2 separate regions of the Zea mays genome follow, and region 1 is linked to region 2. Evidence: chromatin contacts called from public Hi-C data. All regions are on one chromosome and are shown on one strand. The core of a region is the stretch at or near the end of the contact, and the rest is flanking DNA. Distances in the headings are between cores, read along the strand shown. Region 1 holds the start of LOC732770 (probable ion channel POLLUX). Region 2 holds the start of LOC100502313.

Region 1 (3,822 bases), core at 30-2,529, 420 kb after region 2:
CGAGTGATAAGAGCAGAAGGAGACAGTAAGGAATCGTTTCTATCGGATTACCCAGAGAAACATTTCCTGTCACAAACAAAGATCGCAAGCTGGACCTAGGATCTTTGGGCCGATTATTTCAAAATCAACCCAAAGATCGAGGGCTTGTGGGGGACAGATATCCCCTGGGTCCACTGGAAGGATAAAGACCTCACGAAAGGCCCAAGGGCCCAATAAATCGTAAGGTCATCCCTTCGTGGGCCTGGGGAGGAATGACCAGTGAAGCGGATTGACACAAGGCCGAACCGACGCGAATCCAGACGGCCCAACGACTTCGAGCGAGTAATCACAACAGAGACCCGACCTTCCCGCGCTGGAACCCCGTACAGCGAAACCAAGCGAGGATGAGTCGGCGGAACTATAGGAAGATAGACTCAATCAGTCCACTATTTCTTAGGTGCACATTGTTATCATATCTGCATGTATTGCCCCACGGTCGAATATATAAGGCCTAGGGGGCACCCCTTCAGAACGATCGAACTCACTACTAGCCACCCACCCAATTCTCTGCGCTCTCAGGGTCAGAGAACTCTCTTGTAACCCACCAAGTAAAACACTCTCGCCAGAACGTAGGGTGTTACGCATGTCAAAGCGGCCCGAACCTGTAAACCACTATCCATTTTTCCTCGTGCGTCCAGCACGAACCATTTAGCTACAGTCGGCAACACCGTCCTACTCCTAAAAACACCTTGAGGGGCAACCCCGGGTGTGCGGTCGGACCCAAAACACTGACAATTATCATGTTATTATATGTCCCCGTTGCAACGCACGGGTACTCACCTAGTATTTTATATGACATTAATAGCCACACGACACCCAACAACAATACATCACATAAATCTAACATGTAACAAGAAAACATTGTCTAACTATGCAAAACAACAAAAACAACGGGTCGACGATGCTTAACCAAACACTACCTAAAAGATTGGTAGAAATAGAGTTAGTTGTTGAGTTTATTTACTATTGGGATGCACACTTATTTTACTAGGTAAATATTACCCATGACTAATCGGGTTTGAATTCTGATTTCCCGTACCCATACCCACATACCCAACTCTTTTTTCCAAGAAATTCCCATTTTTACAAGAGAAATAAACTAATATCTCTTTTAAAAAATAAAAATCTTAAAAAATGGGGTTTCTAAACTTACCCTTATAAAAGAATTCCTAATGAGTTAATGGATATCGGCTCTCCATTGACACCTTTAATAACGTGCATGCTGTTTGTAATGTAATATGTCGGCATGATTATTTGTAACCACAATCCGTCTAAACAACGGTCACATCGGCTTCCCTCCCGCCCCCACCGTGGTGCGGTACTCCGGTGGTATCTGGATGCTCGCCGGCTGAACAACAGCGGCGCGAAGATCTTGTGCTGTGGCCGTGGATCCCGCAGGGACTGACGGACTGTGGAGATAGGCCGGTAGGAGTGTAGGACCAAGTGGGTGTTCGATGGGGCAGAGGCGCAGAGCGGCACGGGCGATCACGCGATCGGCCGCCTTTGCGGCCGCGCACGTGACTCCCGTGCGATCGCCGCGCTGCCGTGCCGCCTGGTTGTGCCTCCTCCTGTTCGGCTTCGGCCGTTCCCTGCTTGATCTCGACTTGCTGTAGCGGTTTACAGTTACGTGTGCCTCCATTAGCTAAAGGCCAAACGGCTCCGCATCGCGCGGTGGGTGTGTCTTACAGGTAGGGACGCTAAGAGGTGGCCCGCGGGTCAGAGTCGCTGGTGAAGTGGGGTTAGTGGGGGCGGGTATGTAATCATCGCAGGGTTAAAGGGCCATTTGGGTGTGGTTTATTATTACCACGAGGGGAGGGGAGCTCGAGCTCGCTGCTAGTGCTAATGGCGGAGAGCGATGGTGGCAGCGAGGCGCAGAGTCCGAGCCCTGATCCAAGGTCCGGGGACGGGGCGAACCCTGACCCGCGCCCGCCGCGGCCGCAGCTCACCAAGTCGCGCACCATCTCTGGTTCTGTTGCAGCCTCCATATTGGCCGCTGATAGGGTAGCAGGAGGAGGAGGCGGAAGCGGCGGAGGCGGTCTAAGGGACAGCATCCTCGTTCGCCGCTCCTCCACGGCGCCCCTCCCGCCGTATACGGCGTCAGCGGCGGGGGCGTCCTCGGCGCCGCGGCGGCTCACCGTCGCCGTGGACGACCCCTCCTACGCGGCACCCAACGGCGGCGTGCTTGACCGGGACTGGTGCTACCCGTCGTTCCTAGGTCCGCACGCCTCGCGCCCCCGCCCGCCGCGGCAGCAGCAGACCGCGACGACTACCGAACGCCGAAGCGCTAACCCCACCGTGCCGGTGCCGCCGAGGGTGGCGGTGTCGCAGCGGGAGGAGGAGAAGAGCCTGGCCTCCGTGGTGAAGCGCCCGGCGCTGCTTGAGGAGCGGAGGACGCCTCCTCCTACGCTCCCGCCCCCACGCGCTCCGCGATTTGATCTCTCTCCGTATCTCTCACTCGTGAGTCATGCTAGCTGTATCGTTTGCCTGCCATAAAAGCTGGTCGTAACTTTCACGACTGATGTGCTTTTTTTTTTACACACTGATGACTGCGTGCTATTTTGGTCCATTTCCGTTGAGTTATGGCAGCTGCTGGTCATAACTATCGCAAGCTCTACCCTCGCTGTTTGGCAATGGATAAAAGTTATGGGCCTCCAGGTTATATCTCTGTGATCTGCGAAATTATGTGCTAACTGCTTTGCATCACGGTTCACGCCACTAACAATTTAGAAGTCTTTAAATTATGCCAGGAAAAGATCAGATCATGCAGCGAGGCCAATGCTGGGGACCGTGATGGTACCGAGAAGGTGTCTTGGATTGACAGGGACCATGGCTCTGCTTTTTTTGGTTCGCGGAGATGGAATTTAGCTCAATCTAGTACCATCTTTGCTCTTGCAATTCCTTTGTTTCTGTTTAAGTACATTGATCTGCTCCGACGCAGACAAACAAATTCCATGAGAGGAAGAAGTGGTGAGGAAGAAGTACCTCTCAAGAAGAGGATCGCCTACAAAGTTGATGTGTTCTTCTCAGGACACCCATATGCCAAGCTTCTTGCCCTCCTATTAGCCACCATAATTCTCATTGCTTTGGGTGGAATTGCGCTGTATGTTGTTAGTGGAAGTGGATTCCTGGAGGCTCTCTGGCTTTCCTGGACTTTTGTGGCAGATTCTGGAAACCATGCCGACCAGATTGGCTTGGGGCCGAGGATTGTATCCGTGTCAATTAGCTCTGGAGGCATGCTGGTGTTTGCCACAATGCTTGGGCTTGTGTCAGATGCAATATCAGAGAAGGTGGATTCTTGGCGCAAGGGAAAAAGTGAGGTGATAGAGATCAACCACATACTAATCCTCGGATGGAGTGATAAGCTGGTAACATTCTGATGGAAATCTGTTTTAGTATGTAAAAAAGAGATATGATCTGATAATATGCCCTTCATTTTTGTACTTTATCCTCTAATACCACTGAGAGAAACTCTGCAGTAAATGCTAAATTCTATCTTCTTCAAGGTTGATATGATTGGATAGCTCGCCTCACCATATCTGCACTATGGACCAGGGCTCTCTTCTGAAGCAGCTAGCTATAGCAAACAAGAGTATTGGTGGTGGTGTAGTTGTTGTTCTAGCTGAAAGGGACAAGGAAGAGATGGAGATGGACATAGCAAAGTTAGAATTTGACTTCATGGGAACATCTGTAATATGCAGGAGTGGCAGTCCTCTAATTCTAGCAGACTTGAAGAAGGTAACTTTTTCAGAGATTATTCTCATCTGGTTACCTTCCCTTCTCCAG
Region 2 (3,544 bases), core at 180-2,679:
GATGGGGAACAGGCGCAGCACGCCTTTCACTTCTTCACGGTGCCCGGCGTCGTCGCTCGCAAGAGTGCTGCCAAGATGATGATCAAACGGTTTTCTTTCACTGTATAGACTAACTAACACTGTTACACTGGTGTGCGTCGACCTCGAGAACCAAACAAGGACGAAAACACATAGAAATTACCCGTCATGTTGTCTCGATTTGGAGCCTTTGATGAGCGCAACGAAAGCTGTGGCGAGGCGAGCAAATGGGCTCGATTCAGTATACGTGTAGTAGCGGTAATTCCTGGTACCGAGCAAGAACATGAGGAGCGCGAAGAGCATGACGAGGCAGGGGACGCCGAAGCCGAGGCCCCAGCCGACGTTGTCCTGGATGTAGCTGGACACCATGGTGGTGACGGCGGTGCCGGAGCACATGCCGAAGTACCACCAGTTGAAGAAGGAGCTCCTGGACGCGGACTCCTTTGGGTCGTTCTGGTCGAACTGGTCCGCGCCGAACGCCTGCGCGCAGGGCTTGTGCCCGGCCTCCGCGAGCGCCACCAGGTACAGGGAGACGTAGAAGACGCCCACTTGCACGGGGGGCGGGGAGCAGGCCAGCGGTCTGGAGGCGGAGGCGTAGCTGCTGCAGCCGTCGTGGTGGAACGCCGGGAGCGCGGAGACGGTCAGCATGCCCATGCTCTGCAGCGACGACAGTGAAGCGAAACGGGTCAGGCGATCACGACTCGCAACGTGGCCGCGGGGTTTGCTCGACGCCACAAGAAGAGCGAAGCGCAGTCTTTGTACGAGACGCGCGGAAGCCACGAGCCCAGCCGAAGTGGACGCACTTTTCATGCGAAAGGCGAAAGCGCGCTCGTCTCGCGGCCGAATGGGAGGGAGACGTCGAAAGGCAACGATCCGGGGCAGGGGAGAGAAGAGAACCGGGAGTGAAGAGAAAGAGGAGCTGACCACGACGAAGAGGAGGGAGGCGAGGACGATGGTGCGGTACCGCCCGAGCCAGGCGTCGGCCACACACGCCATCAGCAGCGGCAGCATGGTCGCCACCCCGCTCCACGCGTTGATCGCAGCCGCCGCGCCCGCGGTGGATTCCCCGAGCGGCCCCGTCAGGTAGCTGATCAGGTTCGCCGACACCCCGTGGTACGCGAACCTCTCCGCTATCTCCACCCCTGCACCCATCCGACCCCTCTCGATTAGTCAACCCCGGCCCGCGCCGCATCAGTGTGTGCGCGCGTGCCCAGCGAGGACAGGGGGCGCCGTACCGAGGACGAACATCGCGGCGGACCATCGGCCGGTGCCGGACCGGGACGCGGGGCGCCCGCGGAAGTCCACCGCGCCGGCGACGGCGCCGTCGGAGCAGGGCAGGAGGAGAGTGTTTGCGTCCATTGCCGCGCCCCCCTGCGCCACAGCTACGTGTGTGTGTGTGTGTGTTGTCAGGTGTGGCGACAGGCTGCGCGGATCATCTCCATATACTGGTGCCGCTGGCGAAGAGGATCAGACCGGCTCGCATGGCGCCGAACGACTTTCCAACAACGGGGTAGGGGGGTACAGGACACCCATGACATTTGTTTCTTTTTTTTCCCTGGCAACTTGCGTACCACTATGGTCTATGGTTACAGTATCTTCTCTGAGATCATTACCCTCTAGATGGCTGCCTACCCTTACCAGTGACGCCTGGCGGCTGGTGGCATTGCACCGGAGCACGAAGAAGCGGATGAACGGACCGCAGCTAGCTCGGTGCGGCCCAGCCTACACCATGTGACAACGTCTGCACAGCGCACACTGCAGTTTCGGAGGCTCACACGCCAACGATCTTTTCTTTTGGTTTTGGATTATACTAACCAAGAAAGAGATGTTCTTTCCGCGTCTGTTAAGATGTTGGAGGAAGGGGACAGGCGTAGAGGCGATCCACCTGACCTAGGATTTTGTTGCGAGCCCGCTTGGCCGGTTGCGGCGGGTGGAATCGCGCGGGGCTGCCGGTATGATCCTGGATTTCCTGTGAACCGTCGCTGCCGACGAGTTGGGTTCCTTGGCAGGACTGCTTCTGAAAGGGATGTGAGTTCAGGCATCGGGCCCCGGAACTCTGATGTGGGGAAATAATCCTTGGACATTTGAACTCATGCATATAATAATGACTGCATGTACACTGCTACAAGTAGTGCTAAATGGGCTTTCACTGTCGGGTTGGCAGCGCAGATCGCTGGAGTGTTCACAGGTTAGGGAACCTGACGGCACCTGGCTCTTGCTTCCTGGTTCCTAACCCGGCGAACTACGGTATGCGCAGCGCAGCGCAGCGCAGCGCAGCGCAGCAGATCCCATGCGTGTGCCGGCAGCGGCGCGGCGCACGCCCACACGCGCGCGCCGGCGGCGCCCCGCGTGCTCGGCGCGCGCCTCACCTGCCGCGAAATGGCATGGGCACGCCGCACGCCACCTCGGACACGTTCGCCGCTTACGTAGCTGCCCCTGCCCGCCTGCCCCGACGAGGCGACGACAGATGCACAGTACTACTGTGTCATTTGCGAAATCCAGTTGAGCGATCTGCACGTCACCTGTTGCTGCACCAGCATGTGGCTTTCTACTGAGCTAGCGCGGCCGGTGATGTAAAAATTCGCGTAGGCGTGTTGTTCACAACCTCGTTTGCCGGTACGACAACTTCAATCGACTCATCTATAGCACAAATTACACCTTTGGAAATATGTTTACATATTGAAGTTTCCGTCCCGACAGATGAGGTTGTGAACCACACGTGTGTCGACATGGATATCTATCTCAAAACATTTTTACGATATGTGATTTTGATATAAAGTTTGCTGGGCTCAACACATGACACATGGATCCTCAATCACGCGTTAACAAATTTTGATGATCATTTTCAAAAAAAATGTATTGATTATAATTTCAATCCCCATTTTATGTTTTTTGTATGTTAAACTGTGCTGATTGTGTTATGCATGTTCATGAGAATGGGATATTTCAAAAACGTGTTCTGTTCTGTTGGTATCCATCCATTGAAATACTTATGCTTTTTTTTTTTTGAAACCTCTAGCTTTTGAATTGTCCAGGACATTCTTCCAAAACAACGATATCCAATATGATCCTTTGAATTTATGGCACTTGTTACATTTGCAAGCTTGGTGTGCTTATTTAACTTTATTTCCTAACAAAAGTCTGCATCTCCAGTTTTCTATAAAATGTTAAGATTCTGTTTTCTGTTTGATCTGTCCAGGGTTGTTGAGTATATGGTATTTTTATGCTGGGGTTAGTTTCTTGATGCGCACAAAGTAGTGTCTCCTACCACTCAACCACACCCATTTGCAGCTTCCATGACCCAAAAAAAAAACGATTAATTGTCATGGGCTGGCACTCCAAGTGGTGAGCTAATGCGATCTGGAACTGATGCTGATGCTAATTCCTGTGCTGGCAGCTGGATAATAAGCATACATTTTATTTCAAAGAAATAATCTAGATTGGTTGATTAAAACACACAACAATCGATCAATCAAACCACTTCTACCTCATGCATTATATCTAGAAATAATTTAGCCATAGTTTA

What was found. A called contact is a pair of places that touch in the nucleus more often than the background predicts.
Region 1: a contact with region 2 is called in a Hi-C map of tassel, with 2.1 times the contacts expected there. The contact joins the promoter of LOC732770 here to the promoter of LOC100502313 in region 2. A contact is called at or near these places in 3 of 25 Hi-C or Micro-C datasets (ear, leaf and tassel).

The regions. Positions count from the first base shown.
Region 1 is chr3:179,490,027-179,493,848 of Zm-B73-REFERENCE-NAM-5.0, forward strand. LOC732770 (probable ion channel POLLUX) reads left to right here and starts at 1,280. Exons shown (of 12, transcript XM_008676553.4): 1 at 1,280-2,496; 2 at 2,626-2,694; 3 at 2,787-3,404; 4 at 3,592-3,774. The coding sequence starts at 1,882.
Region 2 is chr3:179,074,518-179,078,061 of Zm-B73-REFERENCE-NAM-5.0, forward strand. It overlaps LOC100502313, which reads right to left and starts at 1,430. Exons shown (of 3, transcript NM_001357781.1): 1 at 1,254-1,430; 2 at 943-1,160; 3 at 1-675. The coding sequence starts at 1,377. The coding sequence ends at 178.